2 separate regions of the Mus musculus genome follow, and region 2 is linked to region 1. The links are chromatin contacts, called in public promoter capture Hi-C maps. All regions are on one chromosome and are shown on one strand. The core of a region is the stretch at or near the end of the contact, and the rest is flanking DNA. Distances in the headings are between cores, read along the strand shown.

Evidence for each region. Promoter capture Hi-C pulls out the DNA fragments that hold promoters and counts their contacts.
Region 2: a contact with region 1 is called in a promoter capture Hi-C map of embryonic stem cells, with 2.3 times the contacts expected there. The contact joins the promoter of Vcl here to the promoter of Cfap70 in region 1. A contact is called at or near these places in 2 of 39 promoter capture datasets (embryonic stem cells and liver).

Annotation. Positions count from the first base shown.
Region 1 is chr14:20,450,779-20,455,678 of GRCm38.p6, reverse strand. It overlaps Cfap70 (cilia and flagella associated protein 70), which reads left to right and starts at 3,454. Exons shown (of 29, transcript NM_029698.1): 1 at 3,454-3,477. Anxa7 (annexin A7) reads left to right here. Exons shown (of 13, transcript NM_001110794.1): 13 at 1-418.
Region 2 is chr14:20,926,482-20,931,200 of GRCm38.p6, reverse strand. Vcl (vinculin) reads right to left here and starts at 1,803. Exons shown (of 21, transcript NM_009502.5): 1 at 1,513-1,803. The coding sequence starts at 1,680.

The sequences.
Region 1 (4,900 bases), core at 2,205-4,704:
ACCTGATTACTTCTGTGTCTCTACCCAATTCCCATGGATAAGGGCAAAAGCAAGCACCATTCTACATTTAATTGTCACAGGGAAAATCACTTATAAAAGCCTCTGTTTTCTATCTTGTAAAAACAGATTTTATGTGCACGAGTGTTTACGTGCAAACATGTACATGCACCCAGCCACTTGCATGCCTATTTTTCTCACAGAGACTGGGAGAGGGTGTTGGAAACCCTAAAATGGAAGCTACAGATGCTTGTGAACTATTGTGTGAGTGCTGGTATCTGAACCCAGGTCCTCTGTGTTTAGTTTATTAGAGTAGAGCTTTAATTTTAAGATAAATGTTTAAACAGTAAGTTTGGTCCTGTGACTTTACAGAAACAATAAAATTGTACACTTCTTAAAAACCACAGCTCTTTTGACCTAGAGTAATTTGTATGTTTTTTTTTTTAAAGATTTATTTATTTATTATATGTAAGTACACCGTAGCTGTCTTCAGACACTCCAGAAGAGGGCGTCAGATCTTGTTACAGATGGTTGTAAGCCACCATGTGGTTGCTGGGATTTGAACTCTGGACCTTCAGAAGAGCAGTTGGGTGCTCTTACCCACTGAGCCATCTCACCAGCCCCCATGTATGTTTTTTTTAAAAACAAACTTATTTTTATGGATATAATCTTTTGCCTATATGTATGTCTGTGTACCATGCATGCCTGGTGCCCGAAGAATCCAGAAGAGGGCATTAGATATCCTCAAAATAGAGATAGAGATGGTTGTGAGCTGCCATGTGAGTACTGGAACTTGAACCTAGGTCCTCTGGAAGATCAAGCAGTGATCTTAATCACAATGCCAGCTTTCCAGCTCCTCGGTTGTGTATTTTGGTGGTGGTTGTTTTTTAAAGATTTATTATATTTATATGAGTACACTGTAGCTGTCTTCAGACACACAAGAAGAGGACATCAGCTCTCATTATAGATGATTATGAAGCACCATATGAGCCATCGCGTGGTTGCTGGGAATTGAACTCAGGTCCTCTGGAAGAGCAGTCAGTGCTCTTAACCACTGAGCCATCTCTCCAGCCCTGTGTATTTTGTTTTTTAAAGATAGTCTTGTTTCAGAGTTAGTAGCTGGCTTTGAATTTGGAATCTTCCTGTCTTAAGCCTTTCAAGTGCCAGGCATAGGCATATACTGCCATGTCCAGCCCTGGGGCTTAACTGACATGTAAATGACAAATTTTAAATTTGCTTATATTTAAGTACACAGTATAGTCTTTGATAGAACTAAACTTGTGTAATGTTTTTCACAATCAAGTTTAAACTGTCACATATTTGAGAGAGACAGACAGGGAGTAAACTTAGGGTCTATCTACAGTTCATGTTTCAAGTGTGGGGTGCTACATTGTTGTAAATTGTAGTGGCCACTTCTCTAGAACTTAAGAGTTGAAAGTTTGTTCTCTTGAACAACTCCCATTTTTATGAGCTTTGTCCCAGCAACCATCATTGCTCTGTTAATACGAGTCCTATTTTGTTAATACGAGTCTATATACTCGCACTATAAATGCCTAGCGTATTTAGTTCCTCAAGTTCGTGGTTCATCTGCATTTTAGTATTGTTCCTTTGTTCTTGTGCTTGTCTGTTTTGAGACAGGGTATTACATTGGAGCCCTGACTGGCCTGAAACTTGTTGTATAGACCAAGCTAGCCTCCAGCTCTGTCTGCTATCGCCTCCACAGTGCTGGGACTGAAGGTGTGCATCACCACACCTGGCTCACCTGCATTGTGGTAAATGGAGGGAAGTGGGTAGGATTTCCTTCTTCAAAGACTGAATATTTTGTTATGTATTTACATACCACAGTTTTGTGTGTGCGTACACATACATTCACGTGAGCGTTGTTACATATGCATTCATGAAGTGCCATATATACCACAGTGTGTAGAGGTCAGAGCACAACCTTGTTTTGAGATGGTCCCTTCTCAACTGCTCTGCATGCCACCTCTCTGACTTGATCTTCAAGAGTCCCCAGTCCCTACTTCCCATCCTGATGTAATTTGCAGGGATGGCGGACACGCGCTCAGCTTCACATGCCCTCTTGTGCCTTGATCTCAGATCCCCACTGCTCCATAGCGAGCGCCTGAGTTGTCTGCGTCCCTGCAAGTAAGACTGAATAAGTGAATTGGTTCACCGAGCTGGACTTGGTCGACCTGCGTGCTCTTTACCTCCTTGGGTTGTCTTGGCCATCTTGTTCAAATCTGTTGGTCAGGATTGTTAGGTGTGTACTTGTCACTCTTGATTCGTTTCCTTTGGCCTGTATTATCTGTCCTTGTTCCTTAATACTTTATAGGCCAATCCTTCTATAGGACATTATGAAATAGGGAAGTGTGAATCCTCTTAATTTCTGACAAAGTCAGTAGTGTTTATTTTAAAGACTTATGTTTTGAATTATGTGTGTGAATATGTGTCTTTGTGTGGTATATGCACATGGATGCAGGTGGCCGTGAAGACTAGAGGCATCAGGTGACCTGGGGGTCCCCTAGAACTAGAGTCACTTCTGAGCCACCCAGCGTGGGTGCTGTGAACCAGGCTTGGGCCTCTGCCAGAGCACGTCACACTCTTGTGGCCTGTCACACCAGCCTGTCAGTTACGATTTTGATAGCAATTGCTTAGACCTTGTACATATACTTCTGATTATATTATTAGATATGGCCATTGCTGGGGGCCAAACTTAGCGGTGTAGAGTGTGCTTTGCAAACACAGGAAGAACTTGGCTATGTGGCCCTATCTGGCCTGGAACTTGCTATGCATACCAAGTTGAGAATCAACTTTTTTTTTTTTTAAGATTTATTTTTGTTTCTTCCCTTTGCAAGCACTGACACTCACACCAGAAGGCGGCACTGGACCACTTGGGGCTGGAGTTGCCCCTTGTGTACTGGGAGTTGAGATTGGGCCCGCTGGAAGAGTGTAAGGTCTCCTAACTGCTGAACCGTCTACAGATCCAAGAGTCAGCATTTAAGGTACAGGTATTTTGAGAAAAGATCTAAATTACTAGTTTACTTTTCAAGGGCAGACGATTTTTATATTGCCCAGTATAGCCTCAAACACCCACTCAAGCAATCCTTAAGCAATCCTTTTTTGCCTCGGACTCCCAAGTAGCTAGAACTAGAGACAAGGGCCAGGGCACCCTGCTAAAATGGGAGTTGTTTAGTAAAGACTTTTTTTTTTTTTGGAGACATCTAAGGTTTCTTTCCTTAAAGTTCCTTTTAATTTTATCATTCTATTTTTTGTGGATAATGAAATTAATCGTAAAGGAAAAAGATTTGAAAGGTGGAAAGCTACATTTTAACCCAAACTTGCAAAGGAGAAACACCCAAGGGGCGTGGTTTTCAGAGCACAAGCCAAATTTGCAACCTCCTTCTTTGAGGTGGGGAAAAAACAAGTTCTCGCGAGAGCTAGCTGGTTGCTATAGTTACAGAAAACCAGCGTCTGCCTCAGGTAAGCCAGTAACTCCCTTTTAGGGGCTATAGGTGAAGCTGTTGCTCCCACTCCCCAGATCTTTTTTTCTAGGATTCTGAGCTCTTTCCCTACAGCTAAGACCAGGTTGAAGTTCTCGCTCAGCCCAGCTGTGCCCAAGATCCGGCTTCATCCAGAGCTGGATCCAGTCCCATCTCCTTACTCTATGCTATCCCCAAGTCGATTGGTAGCTGTCCTGCCTCTGAGCCTGTGACTAGAAATGGACGCCTTGTTGAGGGCAAGAACAATAGTTGGGCATTCATGCAAGGTCACAGTTACTCAGTAGGAAAGTCGCCAGTCTCCACGGCTGGGACTGTGGATCTGGTTCTGTGAAGTGTCTGCACCGCGTGCGTGAGGCTCTTATCTGCTTAGCACTGCAAGGTAAACCACCACAGCGCCATCCTCGTAAACAAAACCAATGTCCCGGACAGAGAACGAGCTGAATTCACAGCCACGGCGACTGTTTCTGAGTTGGAGACAATCTTCATCGACTATGAAATGTTCAAAGTGAATGAATAGCCTTGGTAGCTGCTTTAAGAAAGATGATCAGAAGAGAATAAGACAGTGAATGTGAGGGTTCCAAAGTGATTATATGCATACGCTGGGGCAGGGAGGGAGGCACCCTAAGCCAGACCACAGACTAGACTTGCCTGAAACTCACTCTCTTCTTTCTATCTGTGTGGCATATGTGAAGGCTTTAGAGTGTGCCAAGGCATAATTGAAAGCTAGTTCCCTCCCCACTCCCCAGTCATCTGTCAGACTGGCTGCCACAAAGCTTACACCTCTTGGTCTATCAACATATCTCTCTTCCTCACTAGACTTGGGGGCTTATATCTCCTCAGCATCTGTCCCTGTCCCTAACTTAATGCAGTTTTAAATGATTTTGACAGAAATGGAATGGATTAGAATAAAACACTTAGACTCAAAGGTGTATTTGTTTGGCACAAGGAACCCAGATGAGCTAGCTCATATGGTACAGATCCCTAATACATACTTGATAAGAACATTGCCAGTGCCACTGAGGCCCTGAAAGGGCCTGGAAGCATTTGGGTGACAAGTCAGGCTTTTAGGCAAGGGCAAGACTGAGGGAGTCACTGGGAAATGGCATGGTGACTGTGAAGTCTGAAGGCATTACCTGTCCCACATGGATGCACACAGTATGCACAGATGCACAGGTCCTCAGAGATATGTTCTACTTCAGATTTCAAATTTATTTTCAGTAAACACACAAAACAAATCTACGACAGATCTACATATCTCAGTCCTTGTACTTAATTTAGATTCTTTCTCCCATTTGCCTGACTTTTCTCTTCCCTTCCCTTCCCTCCCTCAACCCCAAACAGTCCCACATCTGCTTTCCTGTAATGTGTGTTTAAACCTAGGTGCTGCCTAGGGGAGGGAAGAT
Region 2 (4,719 bases), core at 554-3,053, 480 kb before region 1:
TCCCATTTGTTGAAAAACCAGAGGCCTGGAATGCAGCCATGTCAGACAACACTACATAAGAATGTACTCTGGGGTCTAAGATTAAAATTAGCTACAAAGAGAACAAGAACAAGATAGACAGTCTGAATGAGTACACTGCTCCTACTCAATAGTTTCTTACTTAATCAGTACAGAAGAACAGAAATTTCAGTCCCTAGTTCCGCCCTCCCTTCTCTCCCTCCCTCCTCTCCCCTCCCCCTCCCCCTCCTACTTGCTGCCACAGGTCTCCTAAAATGCCTGAGACAGTCCCAGGCCCCTGAAGACCCAGGAAGTCATTTCATGCGTTAAAGTCCTATAATCCGATAAATAACACAAGCCCCACCCGACAGACAGTTACCTATCAACTACCCTGACACACCATTTACACAGCTTGGTTCGGAAAGCAGTATGAACTTTTTCCTGAGTTGTTCTTCACAGGGAACAGCAGTCTGAGTCACACCCAGCCTGGAGCAAGTGTGACATTAGCCAGGGTACAGTTACGAGACTAGTCTCTCTATCTCTTTTCCCATTTCAGAAGTGGGCTACAAAGATCGATAAATAGCTAGGGGCAGGCAGAAAAGTGTGGACTGGCAAAGAACGCCCTAGCCTTCCCCTCAGGCAGGGGCTGCAGATCCCAGATTCCACAGGCCTCTCACAGCAGCTCCATCTTGCTTCCTGCCAGAAGGAGGGGCAGAGGAGGAGGCCCCCCAAATCTGGAAAGGCCCCAGTGAAAGAAAGCCATTTGACAGCAGTAAAGATGGATAGACAGCTTCATGGAAGGAATAAAATGACGGCCATGGGGTCAGGCAGAGGGCAAGCAGGGCTCCTGGTTATGAATTACTGTCTAAAGGTGCTAAGAGTCCCCGGAGGTGTGAGCAAAATGCCCCGAAGGAAAGGAGGCGGCGACAGAGAGAGGAAGAAGCCAAGCAGTTGGGTAGAAGCGACAGACACCAGGATCCCAGGGGAGGGTTGGGCAGGTGGGTCTCAGGGGACAGAAGTATTAGAAAGGCGAGCAGCCCGGTGCAAATAAGAATCCTTGGAAGTTAGGGCAGGGAGACCATAAGAGAAACCACCCACAGGTTGGAGAGGAGAGGCCTAAAAAGGAGCTAAGAGCAAGGTACTCAACGCAAGTGACGCGAGCCTGCCCAGGGGAGGGACCGTGAGACAACCTAACGACCATTTCTTGGGCGCCTACTACGGGCACACACACCCTAGGCACTTCACAACTAAAAGCTCGCTGACTCTTCACAGCACAGCCCCAAGGCAGGATTTCTCACACAAGTGTCCCATTTTATAGATGAGGAAACTGAGGTCCCCGACAGGCTCAGTGGCTTGCTCAAGGTCACAGCCCAGAGAAATCGGCATTCGAAACCACGGCACCTGCCCTGGAGTCCACCCGACGCTCCAAGCGCCTGCGAATGCAAGCAGCGAGGCGGACCGGGACCCTGGGGACTTCTCCCGCCCGCGCTCCCGTCCCAGGCCCGGCGCGCTCACCCGGACGAGGTTGCTGACGGCCGCCTGCACGGCGGCTACGGGCGCGGTGAGGTCAGGAATGGCTTTGCCGTCCACCTCGCCCTCCTCGTGCATAATCACCAGGTGCGAGATCTGCTGCGCCACCGGCTCCAGGATGCTCTCGATCGTACGCGTGTGAAACACCGGCATCGCGGCGGCTAGCGGGGCGGCGTACCGCGGGCAACAGAAAACTGGGATCCGTAGGGCCGGGAGCCGGCGGCGAGTGACTGACTCGGAGCGGCGACTAGAGTCCGGGCTTCCCTCGGCGTAACTAGCCCCACAGGCGCCCCGCCCTCTCACGTCGCCGCGCCCAATGGTAACGCAACTCAGAGCCGGACTGTGGCTCCTATTGGTCTTACTTCGATAAGCTCCGCCCCCAAGGCAGAGCCGCTAAGGTCCCGCCCCGCCCCCATTCCCAAGGGAGGGGCCTGGGATTGGGGCTGCGCCGCAGGGATTGCGACCGGATTCCCGAACCCTCTCGCGGGGCGCTCCTTATAAGGGCATAGTGGGAGCGGAGCGAGCGACTGCACTGGACTGGCCCCGCCCCCAGGAGCCGCCTCCCGCCTCAGAGTGGCGGAGCTCCGCCCCTCCGCAGGATCACCTCAGTAGGGCGGGATATCCTCACCTCAGGCAGCGCCAGAGAGAGGGGACCTCGGCTTCCCCCGGTCTCCCCGCAGGGTGCTCCCCTTTACCGTCACCGGACGCAGTCAGAACACTGTTCCGTCACCTCCCAGTAATTCACGAGGAAGTAAAAAGATCCAGACAACAAAAACACACCGAGAAACATGAGTACCCATTGATTTGTACTATCTGCCCTCGGATAGTCACAGTTAAGTTTGGTGTGGCACTTTCTAGACCTCCGTGTACACGTTCACTTGCAAATACGTGTTTTCTAAATAAATAGGAACGTTTCCGTAGAACTAGAGACTTAATGAAATTTACCTGCTAATCTTTCGCTTTTGGTGAGTAGAAGTCTGTCTGCCACCTTCTGTTTTAGCGACTGGTATCCCATTTTTGCAAATCTACTTAGGTCTGGTTCCGTTGCTAAAATGTTTGCCTAGAATGTAAGAAGCCCTAGGTTTGATTCCCAGCACTACGCAAAATCAGCCTTGATAGAGTGGGCCCGTATACCAGCAGCACTAGGGAAGTGGATCAGGGGTTCAAGGTCATACTCCACTACAAAGAAAGTTTGAGGCCATCCTGGAGGGGTAGTCCTTTTGTGGTTGTGATGAGCATCTATTTGTAGTTACAACAGCACTCCAGAGGCAGGGTTAGGAGGATCATTTGAGGAAGGAGTTCCAAGCCAGTCTGAGCAACATGACAAGACCCCCATCTCAAAAAAAAAAAAAAAGTGAAATGAAAATTCAAAAGTGGATACTTTTTAACAAGTCTGTAAGTAGGGCCAAATTGCCCAATCCCCTCACCACATTTAAGACATCTGCATGTTTTCCTAACCTCAAGTTCTCTTGCCCAAGCTTCCTCATTCTGAGAGGAAACACATTCATTAATGCCTTCAAATGAAAGATCCTCAAGTCAAAGAAAAATGTTTCTCAGGATGTCACATTTTGCAGAAGGCCAAGCCACATGTTGTCTTACCCAGCTCTAAAGTTCTGTGTGTCTAGCAGTACATACCCCCGTTTCTGCTCTGTGGTTACCAAGTCTTGAACTTTCTCTTGAGGTGGGGATGAGCTCAGTTGGTAAAGAGCACTCGCCTACCATGCACAAAGCTTTAGTACTTGCCTACCATACACAAAGCTTTAGGTCAGCCTCTAGCATCACAAAACAAGGACATGGTGTTCATACACACCTATAATTTTGTCTGTCACCCAGGAGTTGGAGGCAAGAGGATTAGAAGAAGTTCAAGGTCCTCCTCGGCTACCTAGCAAGTTTGATGACAGCCTGGGCTGCTTGAGACACTGACTCAAAAACAAAACAAACAAAACCACCTTAATAAATAACCATGAATGCAGAGGCTCTGCCTCCAACTGAAACAAAGCTGTACAGGAGGGAGCTCATTTCTGTCTGCCTTTGATAAGAGCTTCCTGGGCCATTCAACGTCAGACTTCTTTCTCTGGAGTCTCTCAGTTCATCATTGTGTTTTGCTTATTACTTAATGACCTATCTCCTGGACAGAGGGATTTTGGGGTTAACTACAAACCTTCCCAGAACTTGGGAACCCCTCCACTCCACTAACTTGTAATTCTTCTCTTAGTTGCTAGGAAGAAAGAATCCAAGGCAGGTATTTCCCATAGGCCTCCTTCCTTAAGCCCATAGCAAACGAGTGATCTTCAAAAATAATTTACCCTCATTGACTCCATCCTTAAACATGCTGTGGCATTGCTACCGTTTTGGAATGGCTATCACCGTGCTTCATCCCTAGACACTGGAGGAAATATACCCTGAGGTTAGACCAAGGTAGGAAAGATGGCAATGATGACTGGGCCAAAGCAGGGAAATGGAGACTCAGCAGGGCCAAAAGAACAGGAGAACCAGCAGCTGAAAACCTATCCAAGACTCATGACCGAAGGCTCAAATGAATTATTTTTCTACATAACAGACTAGGAGACAATATTTGAAGGCAACAAGCACCAGCATGAAGTGCTTCTGAATGCAGGAACCTGTGCAACTGCACTGTTTGCATACCAAATGGGCAGGCTGGGTTGCATAGGCAATAATAGTCTGACCATTACTGACTCTTTAATAAGTCAATAGTGAGCCTGGTGGTGATGGTGCACATCTTTGATCTCAGCACTTCAGAGACAGAAGCAGGTAGATCTCTGTGAGTTCAAGGCCAGCCTAGTCTACAGATCAAGTTCCATGACAGCCAAAGCTACACAGAGAAACCCTGTCTCAAAAAAAAAAAAAAAAAAAAAAAAAAATCAAACAAACAAACGAACAAAAAAGTCAATAGCTCCCAAGAAACACACCTCGTTATGGAAATTCATCAAAATTAATATAAAGGGGCTAGACAAATGACTAAGTGATTAAAGGCACTAACTGCTCTTCCCAAGGACCCAGCCCCCACCTAGCAGCTCATTGTCATGCATAACTCCAGTTCCAGAGACTCCAATGGCCACTTCTGGTTTTTGTAGGCACTGAATGCAAGTAGTACATTGCATGCAAGTGGTATACATGCAGGCAAAACACTCATATACATAAAACAATAAAATAAGCTAAAAAACACTAATG